Linked DNA regions of Mus musculus: all the other regions are linked to region 2. Evidence: chromatin contacts called from public Hi-C and promoter capture Hi-C data. All regions are on one chromosome and are shown on one strand. The core of a region is the stretch at or near the end of the contact, and the rest is flanking DNA. Distances in the headings are between cores, read along the strand shown. Region 1 holds the start of Ralgds (ral guanine nucleotide dissociation stimulator). Region 2 holds the start of Ttf1 (transcription termination factor, RNA polymerase I). Region 3 has its middle 15 kb from the start of Ralgds.

Region 1 (4,727 bases), core at 1,188-3,687, 530 kb after region 2:
GCCAGGATAAGACGCCTGCCTGCCTGGCCTCGGCCTCTGCAGTTGACCAGCTTGTTGAGTGCAACCTAATTAGTTGTTTCATTTGTTAAATGGGCTATTAATAGCCCTGAACCCCTCAAAGGACAAAATGCATGCAAATTATTTAGCCTAGGCTCTTCCACCAAGCCCCAGCGGCTGTTAGCTTTTATGTTAAGCCCCTGGTTACAGTTCCCAAGGTCTCAAAATCTGAGGTACTCTCACCTTCTCCTGGACTCTAAGCCTCCCCATCACTCACCCGACAAAGGCTTTTTTGCAGTGCTTGGGTCAAGCTCTATCCACGACCTTTGCGGGCTTCTACTGCTCACTAGCCATCTCTGCTGGGTCCTGCTTCTAGATCTTATATGTACCAGACACCCTACCCCCAACCCCAGGGAACACTGTGCTGAAGTCCTGTCTGCGACCCTTTCTGACAATGTATTTATTTAGGTCAGGGACTTCACCTCTCTGGCCTCCAGCCTCTTAGCAGATGGCACTGGCATCTGAGCTGGAGGTCTGTGTGAGCCGGGAGGAACACGGTATTGGTGCCTGCTGCCTGTGAATGCTACAGATTCACAGTCACTCTCGCCAGGATGAAGCTGAAGCAAGCCTGTGGCAGGAGCATAAACCTCGTGACCTCTATAAAGCAGACTGGGGCAGGTCAAGCTAGGTCGGTGGTGGCTTGACTTAGAACTGAGAGAGTAGGCAGATGCCCAGATGTGTGAGGACATCTGGCAACCCCAGGCTGATGGAAACAAATGACAGAAGACGAAAGGCAAAGACAGAGAGTGCAGGGACCTTAATTGGATTGATTTCATTTCTGGACCTGGGTCTGCTACCAGGAAACCAGACTCAGGATGGGGATGGGAGGGAATTATTGGCAAAACAGACAGGGATTTCCCTGCCCCCTCCCCCAGGCGAATGCTAAATGGTCATTGTGTTCAGTTTCCGGCTGTGGCCTCCTCTCCTGCCAGGACCCTGGCTTTCCTGACCCAGCCAGAAGCTTCCCTCTGATTTCTAAACGGTGACCAGGCTGCATGACAACACAGAGGCCTGGAGAGAGGGCAGCAGAGGAGGCACAGATAGCAGCAACCCATGCAGGAACAGAACCTTTCAACAGCCCTGCCACAAAGGGTCCTTAGGGATGTAGCCAGACAGAGTCAGAGAGAAGCTTGACACCCCCCTCCAGGAGTGATCAGGCTAGGCCCTTCCAGCACACAAAGCCGGAGACTCTGCCAGACATAATGAAAGCCAGATGAGTGCAGGGCTGGTGGTGGGCCGCCCACCACCAAGCTCCCCGGAGTCCCTCCCCAGCCGCCTCCAGGATGAGACCACTGGGTGAATGAGCAGCCTGGCTTGGGACACCTGCCAAGCACAAGAGGCCTCCTAGGCCTGGGGGCCCCATGACCAGAAGTTCCCGAGTATGCTTTGTCTGAGCCTTCTCTAGGCAGAGCAGGATGCAGGGCTGCCTTGGGATTCCACTACCCCTGGGGCATGGTGGCAGGTGTACACTAAGGTGAAAGGAAGAGGGCACTGCTGGGTGTCCCTGCCCAGGACACTAGAAACAAGCTCCTACCCACATTCACTATTCCCACCACCCACACATAAGGGCATGGTCTCTGAATCTTCCAGCCCATCCCACTCCCTTCCTGCCACTGCCTCCTCTGAACAGCCTCGATGTTCCCGGGTCATTAGACCTATGTCTGACTCAGTGATGGGTATTCAAAGGCCCCTGAGGTCCCACTCACCTCTGGGGAGTTTAGGGCTGTGCCACCACAACCACTTGCTGGCCCACTATATTGTGGCCTCCTCGTGTCACGCGCCCCATTGACAAGGGTTTGAAATGAGGATAGGCCCTCGTGGTTGGAGCATTCACACACCACAGGCGTGTAAATAGTGACAGCATGGAGGGGCTTAAAGGTTTGACTGACTGCAGTAATTGGGGTTGTCACACCTGTGATGAGTGGGAGCAGGTACTGGGATGAATTGAGGGGGCACGGGAATTCAGCTCTGATTCCCCACCTACTGCTGAGGGTGTGCTGGAAGCTGTAATGCCCAACTGGCTGCCCCAGGGCTGATACAGCAGGGGGACTTCTGAGGAAGGAACCCCCCAGCCACACACAATGCTGCAAAGGACGTTGGGCTCACCCACCTCCAGGCGCGGCAGATCAGGGTCGAGCTGCGTGAAGCTGTGCAGCACCACTGGGCAGCTGTCGGGGACGCCCACCTCCAGGCGCACGGCGTCCCACACGCTGCGGCTGCGCCGGGAACCGGGAAACAACGGCTCGGTGCCCCCTATGGGCCCGGCCGCCTCAGCCCACATGCGCTGCACCATGGACGACTCACGGTGGCGCGGGTGGCCGGCGGGCCGCGAGACCCGGGGCAGCGCGGGGCGCAGGGCCGGCGCGGCTCCGCGCTGCCTGCGCTCTGCGCCAGAGGCCGGGCCTCGCTGATGTCAGCTGGGGGCGTGGGCTGCTGGGGGAGTGGTTTCAGAGGGGGCGTGGGCCTCCTCTAGTTGGCAGGCCTGGTGGACAGCGCTTGCATACACAGTCTATGTATTGTGTGGGCGGCCCGTGATGCTGTTTTGCTGAAATCAGATCCACTTCCCGGGAATTCCAGTTACAACACCCCCTAGCTCTGTAGCCTCAGTTTCTTCACCTGGAAAGTATGGGTAATGAAAATGACTTCCTCCAAGAGTGTGACTGGGAGGATGTCAATGAGGTCACTGACTATGTGCTCATATATTAGAGTATGGGGAAGGGTGACCCTGAGGATTGATTGGGCTCAGTGTCCACAGGGCGTTGGCATCCAGTCCAAGCTCCATTGGGAGAGGGATGCTTCCAGCCTCAGCTCCAGTCACCACAGTCATGCACAAACTAGACAAACCTACTATGCAAAAGCAATGCTGGTTACCACTAGGTGAGGTGGCGTACTTTTAAAGGCTTGTTTATTTTATTGTATGTGTACTGTTATTTGCCATGCATGTGTGTACATTGCAGACATGGTAGACGCTGATGCCTGAGGGGAACAAACTGTGAATGCTGGGCCATCTCTCCCGCCACAAGGCCTAAATTTTCTTTGAAATTTTTAATTGTCAGAAAGTATTTTTATGAACAGGCTCCAGTGAATATGATTTAAGAAAAAGATAGGCAGATTTGGCTAGGTGTGGAGATCCCCTAAGGCTGCTCAGAAGCCCGGGCTCTGCCCTATCTCCAGGAAGTCCAGGCGTGTGGGGGTATATCACAGGAAGGCAGTGGCTCCCACACATTCTGTAGGCTTTTCCCCAGCCCCATTCCTGGGCCAAGGACCCGGCAGCAGCTCAGCTTTGTTTCCTGACCCTGCTGCTCTCTCCTATTCTGGCTTTCTTTTTCTAAGGGCCACTTCTCTCTGATACTTAGTCCCCAGGCGTCAACCCTGCGGGCAGGCCGTCGGCAGGCAGGCTGCCTCCAGACACACTAATTGCAGGGATGGACGGTGGCAGAGGTGAGGTTCCATCATCTACTCTGCTTTTCTGGTTGCTGTCCACCTGTTTTATCAAGTTCCTTTCCTGTCTCGCTCTGCATTTCCCTCCTGGGAAGTCTGTTCATGGATATCACATGCACAGACACAGAAACACAGACACACATATGTGTAGGCAGATACACAGAGACATAAAGCCACACAGACAGACAGACAGACAGACAGACAAGCTCCTCACTCCCATAGGCCAACAGCTCAAGCCTTTTTACTCTGACCCCCTTTCACCAATATAAGTGTCCCCATGTTCCTGCCTGCTGCCCTAGACCCCACAGGGCTCACACCCTCAGCATCCCCAGCACCAGCTGTGACTTTTTAGACACTTCCCAGAAAGCAGAGCCCTCCCCAAGGCCTCCTAAGCATTCCCTCATGATTAGCCCCCAGCCTACAGGGAATATCCTTTATCAAGAGCAGGCCCATCAAAAGAGAGGGGATAAGGACAGCATATGTGGGATAGTGAAGAACGTCTTGCAACCCACACCTAAATCTAACCATCACTTGGGGAACAACAGGAGTCAGAAGGATAGCCTCCACACACCACCAGCCTGCAACCTATGGAAATCCAGCCTATAGGACAGACAGACAAACAGGTTTTGCTTTGCTAACAAATATATGGGGGTGTGGAGGTACACAGAAAGAAGAGATACCAGCCAGTATGTGGGTTTGTGAACCTGATATGAACAAACTGACTGTTGAGTAGCAAGGCGATGCACTCTAGGATACCCAGCAGGATCCTGAAATAAGAGGAACAGTGAACCACAATGGTCAGAGCAATGACCCAGGCAGCCAGGTTGCTCCCTAAGCAAGCACTGTTTGAGTATAGCGGGCAAAGGGATGACTTCACGTGGGAGGCGTGGCGAGGGGAGAAAAGGCTTGATTTCATTATGTTGCTCAGAACAGCAAGAGATCTGATTCTAGAATTTTCCATTTAATATTTTTGGAGCAGGGTCAACCTTAGGTAGCTGAAGACTACCACAAATTGATGGCACGGATGCTGCTGCTCCTCCTCTTCCTCTTCCTTTTTTGTTTTTGAGGCAGGGTTTCTCTGCATAGCCCTAGCTGTCCCGGAACTTGGAGATCCGCCTGCCTTGCCTCTGAGTGCTGGGATTAAAGGTGTGTGCCACCATGCCTGGCTGGACACGGACATCTGGACTTGGACGTTGTTTCTTAGCTGCCACTATGGTGTGGTTACTGTT
Region 2 (4,623 bases), core at 789-3,288:
TGGGAGACAGGATTAAAGGTGTGTACCACCACACCCAGCCAAAAACAGTGTTTCAGATTTCTTCTCACTATCTTTATGTTCTGACCTGTAGTTTGTTTTACTAACAGACTCGGAACCAATCTCTCTCTCTCTCTCACTCACTCACTCACTCACTCACTCTCTCTCTCTCTCACTCTCTCTCACTCACTCACTCACTCACTCACCAGAGGCTTCAGCCAACCTAGATGCTAAGCACCTTTCCTATAGAAGGTACCTAACATACTGGGCAGTGCACAGCAGCTGTAAAAACTGTGTTTTGGAGGGAGGAGGCCATGAAAGAACACTTGAACCTACAAGGCAGTTCCTTCACCTTCCATGGGGTACCAGAGCTCTGTTTTAGACCTTCCTCCCTCAGAAATATCCCCCATCTGGAAAGTGGTACCTAGGGACGCAGGGGACCCTTTCAAAGACTTTGCAAGGTATGACACAGCAGGAGTGAACTAGGGCTAAGGATCTAAGACAGTCTTACATAATCACTGTAGCCCCAGAACCTAATCTGGTTCTGCTTAGTAGTTTTCATTTTTTTTGGCATGAATTAATGCTTTCCTTTTGGCTGTCCCTGTGCTGAGAACAGAAGGAAAACCCACAAGTGGGCAGTTGGGCTGTATTAAAATCACGGCTGGAACCAGAACACTCTCCAGAACAAGTTCTGTTTCTCTAGACCCGAGTGTCCCCTAGGGTAGCTACTAGCCAGATGAAGTTATTGAACACTTGAAATGGCGTAGGACCAAACTGTAAAACGGAAATGGATATGCTAGCCATCCATCAGTCTCTTCCCTGAGCACCACTGCCAGAGCTCCCCTGGTTCCTGACCCTCCTAGGAGTCATCATTAGGAGTCGGGTCCCTATTTTCCTCCACATCCTTATTGTGATAACACATTTAGTTACTCTTTTATTGGGGGCTTTTGTTTGTCTTTTAAAGCTGTTGAGCTCTTTTTGGGCCCCAGAGAAATTTTTGCCAAGGGCTGAGGTCACTTCGGTAACAATTAATTACAACCACTTTTCCTGAACCTTGTTTGTAATTAAGAAAAAAAAAAAGGATTATATTTTGTGTGTATGAATGCACCTCCTGTCTGCTGGGTGCTCGTGGAGGTCCCTAGAACTTAAGTCATAAATGGGTGTAACCTACTATATAGAACTGGCTGCTGGGAACCAGGCCCAAGTCTTCTACACAAGCAACAAGTGCTCTTAGCCGCTGAACCATCTCTTCACACCCTTACCCAATCTTGAGGAACGAGAGGGATTTATGCATTAGAGCTTAATTATTTATCCTCACTAAATGCGCAGGAAAAAGGGTGTAAGTGGAGAAGCTAAAAGTTTAAACTCCGGTCCTATGTTTGTGCAAGTATTTTACTTGCTAAGCCATCTCCTCAACCTCAACTCTTTTGTCTGTTATTCTTCGTGTAAAATCAACATCCTTTCAGACCTCCAGGGCCTTCAGGTCCTCATAACAAGGTCTGGCCCTTGCAGTTCATTTCTTGACATCCTCTGTCTTGGGAAGTGTTCCGATTTCCTAACGGCCTCGCGATGCCGTTAAGCCCGATGACTAGCCTCGGTGCGAAAGCCACTTTATCAGGGTACAGTCACGGACTCCAAACTGGGTCCCACCGTCCCTTCCGCACAAACTTCCCAAACAGCCCGGCAGTTTCTCGAGAAGCGCTCAGCTTCAACTACGGAGCGGAAAAGCGCCTAACCCACTAACCCCACTTCCGGCCCCGCGCAACCTCCGCTCACCACCCTAGCTTCTGACTGACCCTGCTCTGTCCCGGGCCGGCGACCGGAGGAACAGACTAGAAGGAACCCGCGGGCCGCGGCCTGGCTCCCAGGCCCCCACTGCCCCCGGCGGCGAGGAACAGGCACAACCGCCTCAGGCCGCAGCCTCACTCGGAACGTGGCACCAGCGCAGCCGCCCGCCACACTTGGGGCGCAGAAACTCAAGGAAAGCTCATCCAACCTACCCAGCGACAATGTAGCGCTCGTCTTCCAACCCGGAAGTGTTGTTAGGCGGAAATACTGTACTGACTTCCGGCCAGCTGCGCATCCGGCTGCCATAGTAACATGGAGGCGCGCAAGGATTGGACGCATGCGTAGTTGTCTATCTATGGTCGTGACGCTACGTATAGGATAGAGAAAAAGAGTGCCCTTCTAATTAAGCAACCCAGGCAAATCCCAGCCCTCCAGAAGCACAGGCAGGTATATGTGAGCTTGAAGCAAGCCTGATCTACAAAGAGAATTTGAAGCCAGTCTATACAGTGAGACTCTCATAGTAGTAGTAGTAGTAATAATAATAATAATAATAATAATAAGCCAAAACTTAGCTTATAAGCAGCCAGGCAGTGGTGGCACATGCCTTTAATCCTAGTAGAGGCAAGGCAGATCTATGAGTTTGAGGCCTGGTCCAGGACAGTCAAGGCTACACAGAAAAACCCCATCTCGAAAAGAAAAAAAAAAGTGAAAAATGTAATTGAGCCATCAAATTAGAGCTAATATCTATACCACTGGAACGTTAAAACAGTTACATTTTTGTGTGGTGATCATAAAAGTTGAAAGCTTTTCTCTTGTTTATTTGAGACAGGGTCTCATGTAGCCTAGGGTGCCTTCAAACTCACCATGGACTTCTCATTCCTTTGCCTCTACTTTCAGTACTGAGATAACAGGCAGGTACCATCATACCAGGTTTTATGCTGTGCCAGGGACTGATGCATGCTGAACAAGCACTCTACCAACTGAGCCGTATAGCAGCCTAAAAGCTGTCTTCTTGACTCTTACAACAATCCTATGTTGTGGGTATCTGTATTAGGTAATACTGTCTCAGTCCCTTCTTTTTTTTTAAAGATTTATTTATTTATTATATGTAAGTAAGTACACTGTAGCTGTCTCCAGACACTCCAGAAGAGGGCGTCAGGTCATGTTACAGATGGTTGTGAGCCACCATGTGGTTGCTGGGATTTGAACTTCGGACCTTCGGAAGAGCAGTCGGGTGCTCTTACCCACTGAGCCATTTCACCAGCCCTCAGTCCCTTCTTGTAGTGGGAAAATTTGAGGCTTTTGGTAAGATGATCTATCTGGTCCAGGGTTCCAATCCATGCTTTCCCCTCTACTATTCTTCTTTTCTTCAAACTACTGTGGGTTCCTCTGTGTGAGCTACTAAGCACCTTTGATTAAAATGGGCTGGAGAGATGGTTTAGTGGTTAAGAGCACTTACTGCTTTTCCAGAGGACCCAGGTTCAGTTCCCAGCACCTATGAGGTGGCTTACAGCTGTCCATAAGTCCAGTTCCAGGGGATGGGCTCCAATGCCCTCCTCTGACCTCTCGGGCACTGGGTGTATACATATGGTAGACATGCATATCATGTGCAGGCAAAACACTTATATACATTAAAAAAGTAAATCTTGAGGAAAATACCTAAAAAAAAATAAAATTAAATAAAAAAAAAGTAAATCTTTAAAAAAATGCACAATTTGCCAGCTGTAGTAACAAATGCCTGTAATTCCAGCATTTGTAATGCTGAGGCAGGAGGATCACAGGTTTGGGTTACATAGTGAAGCAATCTGGAAAAACTGTAAGCAAACACACCGAGTCAGGCTTGTCTGAGCAGCTGGAAGTTTGCGCTGTCTGCTTTGGTACTGACAGTGTCCACTGCTGGTCGGTAAAGCCTTGACATTCAGAGTTCAGATTGGTTATCAGTGTGTCTTGCTCCATGATGAACTCAGGGCCTTGTGGAAGTGGGTGTTTTTGCATTTAGTGCTGAAGATGGATCAGTGAACTCACATATACTGCATATATGTGGGGCATAGACTTTCCTGTAGGCCAAAACCCATATGAGTACAATAAAATAAAGCATTTCACAGAAAGAATTCTTTCTTTTTCAAAATTTTATAAATTTAATGTGCATTGGTGTTTTGCCTGCATGTGTGTTTGTGAAGGTGTCAGATCCCCTGGAATTGGAGCTATAGACAGTTGTTGTGAGCTGCCATGTGGGTACTGGGAATTGAACCCAGGTCCTCTGGAAGAGCAACCAATAACCATTGAGCCTCTAAAAAGAATTCTTATTTTTCATATGTCTGCATAATAGACATCATTACTGTACCACATTAAAATCCATGGACATGGAGCAGGAGAGACAGCTTATTGGTTAAGAACACTTGTTTGGGGCTGGCAAGATGGTTCAGCAGGTAAGAGTACTGACTGCTCTTCTGAAGGTCCTGTGTTCAAATTTCAGCAACCACATAGTGGCTCACAACCATCCATAATGAGATCTGATGCCCTCTTCTGGTGCGTCTGAAGACAGCCACAGTGCACTTATTTATAATAATAAATAAATCTAAGAAGAAGAAAAACAAGAACACTTGTTTGCCCTTGCAGGGGACCCAGCACCCACATGGTAGCTCACAACCATCCATAACTCCAGTTCCATGGGATCCAACAACCTCTTCTGACTTCTGCAGGCTTCAGACAAGACATAGGTACATAAACACATGTGCAGGCAAAATACTCATACACATAAAGAAGTCTTTAAAAAGTTTTTATAAAGGAGCTCTGGACACTCAAAGCATCATTACACACACGTTTGTTTAGTGGGGC
Region 3 (4,894 bases), core at 2,215-4,714, 540 kb after region 2:
GCATTTTCCCCACACAACTACCCCACAAGGACAGACTGTGACCCGGTGGCTCCCTCCCTCAGTGCCTACATCTATAGCTTCTGTGCCCAGCACCTGTTCCTGGCAGGGCTGCCGGGAGCAGTGCAGGAAGCCAGGGCTCTGTGAAGGGATTTCCCAGCCCTGGTTGCTAGGAAGGAAATACTCTTAGAATCCCAAAGATGTTGAGAATACGAATCTCAGCCCCTTCCCAGGGGACACCACCTGCCCACATGCTCCCTCCAGCCTCTGGTTGTCACTCTGGCCACTCAGGGCTGCTCCAAGCCAGGTGAACCACCTTGCTTTTAAAATTAAAGTCCAATCTTGAGCATGGATGTTCAGTTCAGAGGCCTGAAACTGGCCCCGGGGAAGCAGTGGATGACGGCAAGGCCACGTCAGATGGCTCAGACAATAGACCCCACCTCCCGGGGTCTGCGTGGGAATATTTGTGGATTCAATTCAGAGCCTGCAAGTGTCCTTGCCTGTTGCCTGTTCTAAGAGCTGTCCCTTCTGGAGAATCCTGTGGCTATCTGCCTTCAGATACTCCCTGTACCTTTGGAAGGCCTGCTTGTGTGGTGTCAGGTGTCTGAGCACCCTCATATACACTTTAAGTCTTTAAGCCTGCAGGGGAGGTCATGAAGGCTTGGGGTTAAAGGGCTAAGTCAGGATTCTCATCTGCCTGGCTTCATCCTCCTCCCTTCTGACTTCCAGACAAGCCAGACCTGCTAGCACCTCCCCCTCCTTGTGACAATCAGGGCTGGGCCACAGTCAGGCAAGGGTGGATTCCTTTGCAATGGATTTCTTTCAGGTGGGGAGAACCCCAAGGACTCAAAATCATTTCTTCTCTGCCCTCCCAGTTTGAACTTTTGTTTTGTTTTATTTTGTTTTTTGAGACAGGGTTTCTCTGTGTAACCCTGGCTGTCCTGGAATTCACTCTGTAGACCAGGCTGGCCTTGAACTCAGAAATCTATCTGCCTCTGCCTCCCAAGTGCTGGGATTAAAGGCATGCGCCACCACTGCCGGGCCCAGTTTGAACTTTACTGGGCTATCTCACCTACCCCCAGTCTCTTGGGACATGTCACCTCTAGGGTCAGGATGGAATCCGGGAAGAGACAGAAGAGGAGGTAGGTTACACAGGCCCACCTCTCCTCATCTCCTTTGGCAATAAAGGGCCTTGGGCAGTGCTCAAGGGCAACGGCTCAGCCCTCTTCAGGGGAACAGACTCTGGGTTTCAACTCAGAGGAGGCGAGCAGGGAGAGGACTCAGTCCTCTCACCCAGCCCCGCAAGAGCAAGAAGCCTCAGCTCCTTAATTATGCACCCAGTCTAAGGGCAGGGCTACAAGGCCAGTCCAGGAGGTAGCCAGAGGCCACCTCTTGCTAGACTGTGTCCCTGAACAGCCTTCTTCCAGCACAGGGTTGGGCTCCACAAATGAACATAGCAGCACCTAAGGGGATCTATAGTTACCTATTCCCTTGCAGGGAGGCCAGGAGTGGGAATTTCCTTGGAGAAAGGGAAAGGGGAAGGAGAGAGAACACAGACAGGTTCTGAAGGATGGTAGCATGCACCTTTATCCCAGAACGTAGGAGGTAGGGGCAGGCAGATCTCTATGAGTTCAAGGCCAGCCTGATCTACATGGTGATATTGTTCTAAAAAATATACAAACAAACGAAAAAACACTGACTGGCTTAGCAATCATTTCAGGATATTTAATACTAAAACCTCAAGCCCAGTGTCCAGCTGCCCAGACTGTGTGCTGGAATCCAGTTACCTCAACCTCAAACCCTGGAATCTACCAGCGGAGGCAGGCAGACTCAGCCACGTGCAGGCCCTGGGCCCGATTTCCCACATCCCATGCAAGTCCCCAAACGTGACATAACTTACGGGGCAGTATTGATGTTTAAAGTGGTGAGCACACAGGGAAAGGGACAGATGAGCCAGAGATGGAGAAACAGGTCAAGAGGAATTATGCTGTGGTCAGCCGGCTAGTTAGTCTCAAAGTTGGTTTGAGACCACAGCCTTGTATTCCAGGAGCTCCAGGGGACTCTTGGTCTTTGCCACACCTGGGATGCTGCCGTGCCCCAGGACTAGGGAGTCCGGGGCTACAGGGTATTTGTGTTGTTAAAACATCGTGCCTGTCCCTCTGGAATGGCCGGCACCAGGCTACAATTGACTGTACAGCTGATTCTGAATCTTTCTGACATTCTACCACTGTCCAATTGTCACTCGGATATCTAGAAAATGGCATTGGTTGCTAAGGGACTGGCCTGATGGTAGGCAGCTGCAGCTTGGGGTAATAGGAAGAGGGAGTAGACTGGGGTTTCTCTCAGTAAGGATCCTGGGGCTGTGGGCTGCTAGGCCCTATATGGAGGTGTGGGTGGATCAACCACAGGAGGTAACCACTCAGAGCTAAGAGCCACACACAGGCGGTGGGAAAGCCCCTAGCCGGGAGTCTTCCTGCAGGTATTTTGGGGGACTATGGTTGCTAAGCAACTGTACTAGGTTGCCATGGGAACTCTCCCTTCTTCTGGGACTTGTCATTTTTATGGAGATGCCACATTCCTTCCCATCTCTACCTCCTCAGGCTGTCTCAGCTACCTGTAAGGGGCCCTGGAGGCTCCCCAAACCTACCTTTGCCTACAAGGAAGCCACCTATCCAAGAAAGTACTATGCCTCTAAGACTCAGTTTGGGGGTGTGTGTGTAGGGGATTCAGGTCTCACAGTGTACCTCAGGATGACCTTGAACTCATAATTCTCCTGCCTCAGCTGGGATTGCAGTCGTGCACCACCCCGTGACCCTCTAAGAGAGGATTCTCTTGAGGTTCAAGACCCAACACAGAAAGCAGAGTTGAGGCCCTCATTAGAGTCAGGGGGATGAAAAAAATCTGTCTAGCTTGGTTTGCATCTCCATTCCTGCTAACCACCAACTCAGGCTCTTCCTGCCTTGACAGGGCTCTGACCACTAGAAGCCCAGTATAACTGGAAGGCATTCTCCGCCCTAGCCCTGGTGCCTGGCCCCTCCCTGGCTTGTCTGTAAAGGAGTGTCACCTGGGGCTTGCCATTACCCAACCAGGGGTTGTCCCCATGCCCAGCCAACCAGTGTTGGCAGCAGGCCATGCTGGGTAGACATGCCTCCTCTGGGACAGGCTAAGGCTAAGGTCCCTGCCAGCCATGTGTTGTATAAGCAGCTCACCTTTCCCTAAAACTACTTCTTGTGGCCTGTGGTAATAGGTAGGGGAGCTGTCTGGAAACTGCAGTAGGCCAAGGCAACTTACTGGTGACGAGCCAGAGGGAGGCAAAGTCCAGGCCCCAAGGTGTGTGTGTTGGGGAGAGGGGGTGGGGGAGAAGCTGAGGTCTCCTCAGTGGTTACCAGCAACACCCTGCTGCTCGCCTGCTCTCATTCTGATTTCCTTCAGTGTGTGTCACCAAGGATGACTCCTGACCTGTTTACAGTTTGCTTTGTCTCCTGGCAACCAGATGAGCTTTTGTGGAAACTCGGGACAGGGCAGTGCAGTACTGAACTTCCACACCAGAGGTTACAGCGCCACCTGCTGGTGCTACCATTGGTGGCCTTCAAGCCTTCCTACACAGGTGAAATTCTGCCAGATCCTAAGGAACCTGGCCTTCCCTATAACCCTCCTCACAGGCTCAGCTGTGTCCTTCCAAAAGCCCTTGGGTCCTGCAGATCCAGGCAACACAAGGCTAGACTGGGATGGGGTCAGGTCAGGGCTCACTCTCTCACTCTCACACACTCTCTCTCTCTCTCTCTCTCTCTCTCTCTCTCACACACACACACACACACACACACACACACACACACACACACACACACACGATGTCCTTACAGTAATGGAGACAACCAGACACAGACACACAGAGACACAGACACACAGAGGCAGCTGTGTGGAGGCAGAGGACTACAGACACGTTTAGGGGGATTTAAAGCTAAGGACTACAGCCATGCCAGAAGCTGTGGTTCAGTGGTGTTGATGCCTTGCTTTTAGGCTTCTGTCCTCTAGAACCACGAGAGATTTCTGTTGCACAGGGTCATCCAGTATATGGCATTCTGCTAGAGCAGCCACAGGACACTAACACAACGTACCAGGCCTGTCACCTTTTTGTCACCGTCATGCCTACCTCGCTGACTCTTGTCTCGCTCCCTGTCAGCTTTCTGCACTGCTCTTCCTGCTTTCTCTCGTGTGGCTGACCTATGAGATGCACAAGCACATGGATGAATGGCTCTCCAGCTCTGCTACTTCACCAAGTTCAGACAACCGTAAAAGTCAGAAGCTGGGGAAATGGCTCAGAGGTTACAGGGCCAGGACCTCCACGACTCAGGCAAATGCCTGATGGCTGTGGCTATCCAGACAGATATAAATCTAGCCTCAAAGGATAGAGACGGAATCTCCAGAGCAAGCTGGCCAGCAAGCCCAGCCCTATTAGTTGAGACCCTGCCTCCCTCAATGATCACAGCACCTACCATATGCATGTGCCAACACATGCATCTACGCCCAGTGTGTTGGAGTTCCCAGCACTCGGAAGAGGATGTCTGTGAGTTCTGGGGTCTACACAGTGAGTTCCAGGATAGCTAGTGCTATGTAGAGACCCAGTCTCAAAACAAATGAACCAAAACTCATGCACAACATATATACACATATATGTATAACACACATACCTGAAAATGGAAGAGGAAAAAGTCAAGAGACAGCAGCAGGTGTGCAGATGGGGGGTGGGGTGGGGTGGGGTGACAGCAATGAAGGCAATAGCAGGTGAGGAAGAAGATGCTTCCTGCTGCTCATGGCCACCCTGGTGCCAGGACAACCAACCTCTGTGTTTCCATATCCCTGGCCCTTCGATCTCAGGAGGCTAAAGGCCATGTGA

The links. Promoter capture Hi-C pulls out the DNA fragments that hold promoters and counts their contacts. Hi-C and Micro-C count contacts between places; a contact is called where the count stands out from the background.
Region 1: a promoter capture Hi-C map of pre-B cells shows a contact between it and region 2, with 2.5 times the contacts expected there. The contact joins the promoter of Ralgds here to the promoter of Ttf1 in region 2. A contact is called at or near these places in 3 of 39 promoter capture datasets (embryonic stem cells, hippocampal neurons and pre-B cells) and 3 of 115 datasets of contacts at active chromatin or transcription factors (epiblast stem cells, memory CD8 T cells and pancreatic cancer cells).
Region 3: a contact with region 2 is called in a Hi-C map of cortical neurons, with 3 times the contacts expected there. The contact joins the enhancer-like site here to the promoter of Ttf1 in region 2. A contact is called at or near these places in 3 of 39 promoter capture datasets (3T3-L1-derived adipocytes, frontonasal cranial neural crest and hippocampal neurons), 9 of 484 Hi-C or Micro-C datasets (B cells, CD4 T cells, the N1E-115 cell line and 3 more) and 4 of 115 datasets of contacts at active chromatin or transcription factors (bone marrow-derived macrophages, epiblast stem cells, memory CD8 T cells and 1 more).

What each region holds. Positions count from the first base shown.
Region 1 is chr2:28,531,174-28,535,900 of GRCm38.p6, reverse strand. Ralgds (ral guanine nucleotide dissociation stimulator) reads right to left here and starts at 2,437. Exons shown (of 18, transcript NM_001145835.1): 1 at 2,168-2,437. The coding sequence starts at 2,350.
Region 2 is chr2:29,057,678-29,062,300 of GRCm38.p6, reverse strand. It overlaps Ttf1 (transcription termination factor, RNA polymerase I), which reads right to left and starts at 2,038. Exons shown (of 12, transcript NM_009442.2): 1 at 1,998-2,038.
Region 3 is chr2:28,516,006-28,520,899 of GRCm38.p6, reverse strand. It overlaps a transcript of Ralgds not described here. Among named protein-coding and RNA genes, the nearest start is that of Ralgds, 15 kb to the left of the region's middle. Within about 2 kb of position 3,464, at least 225 of the 459 cell types and tissues checked have an H3K27ac peak or open chromatin away from gene starts, as enhancers often do. A contact at or near this core is called in 3T3-L1-derived adipocytes, B cells, bone marrow-derived macrophages and 6 more, where this site is marked.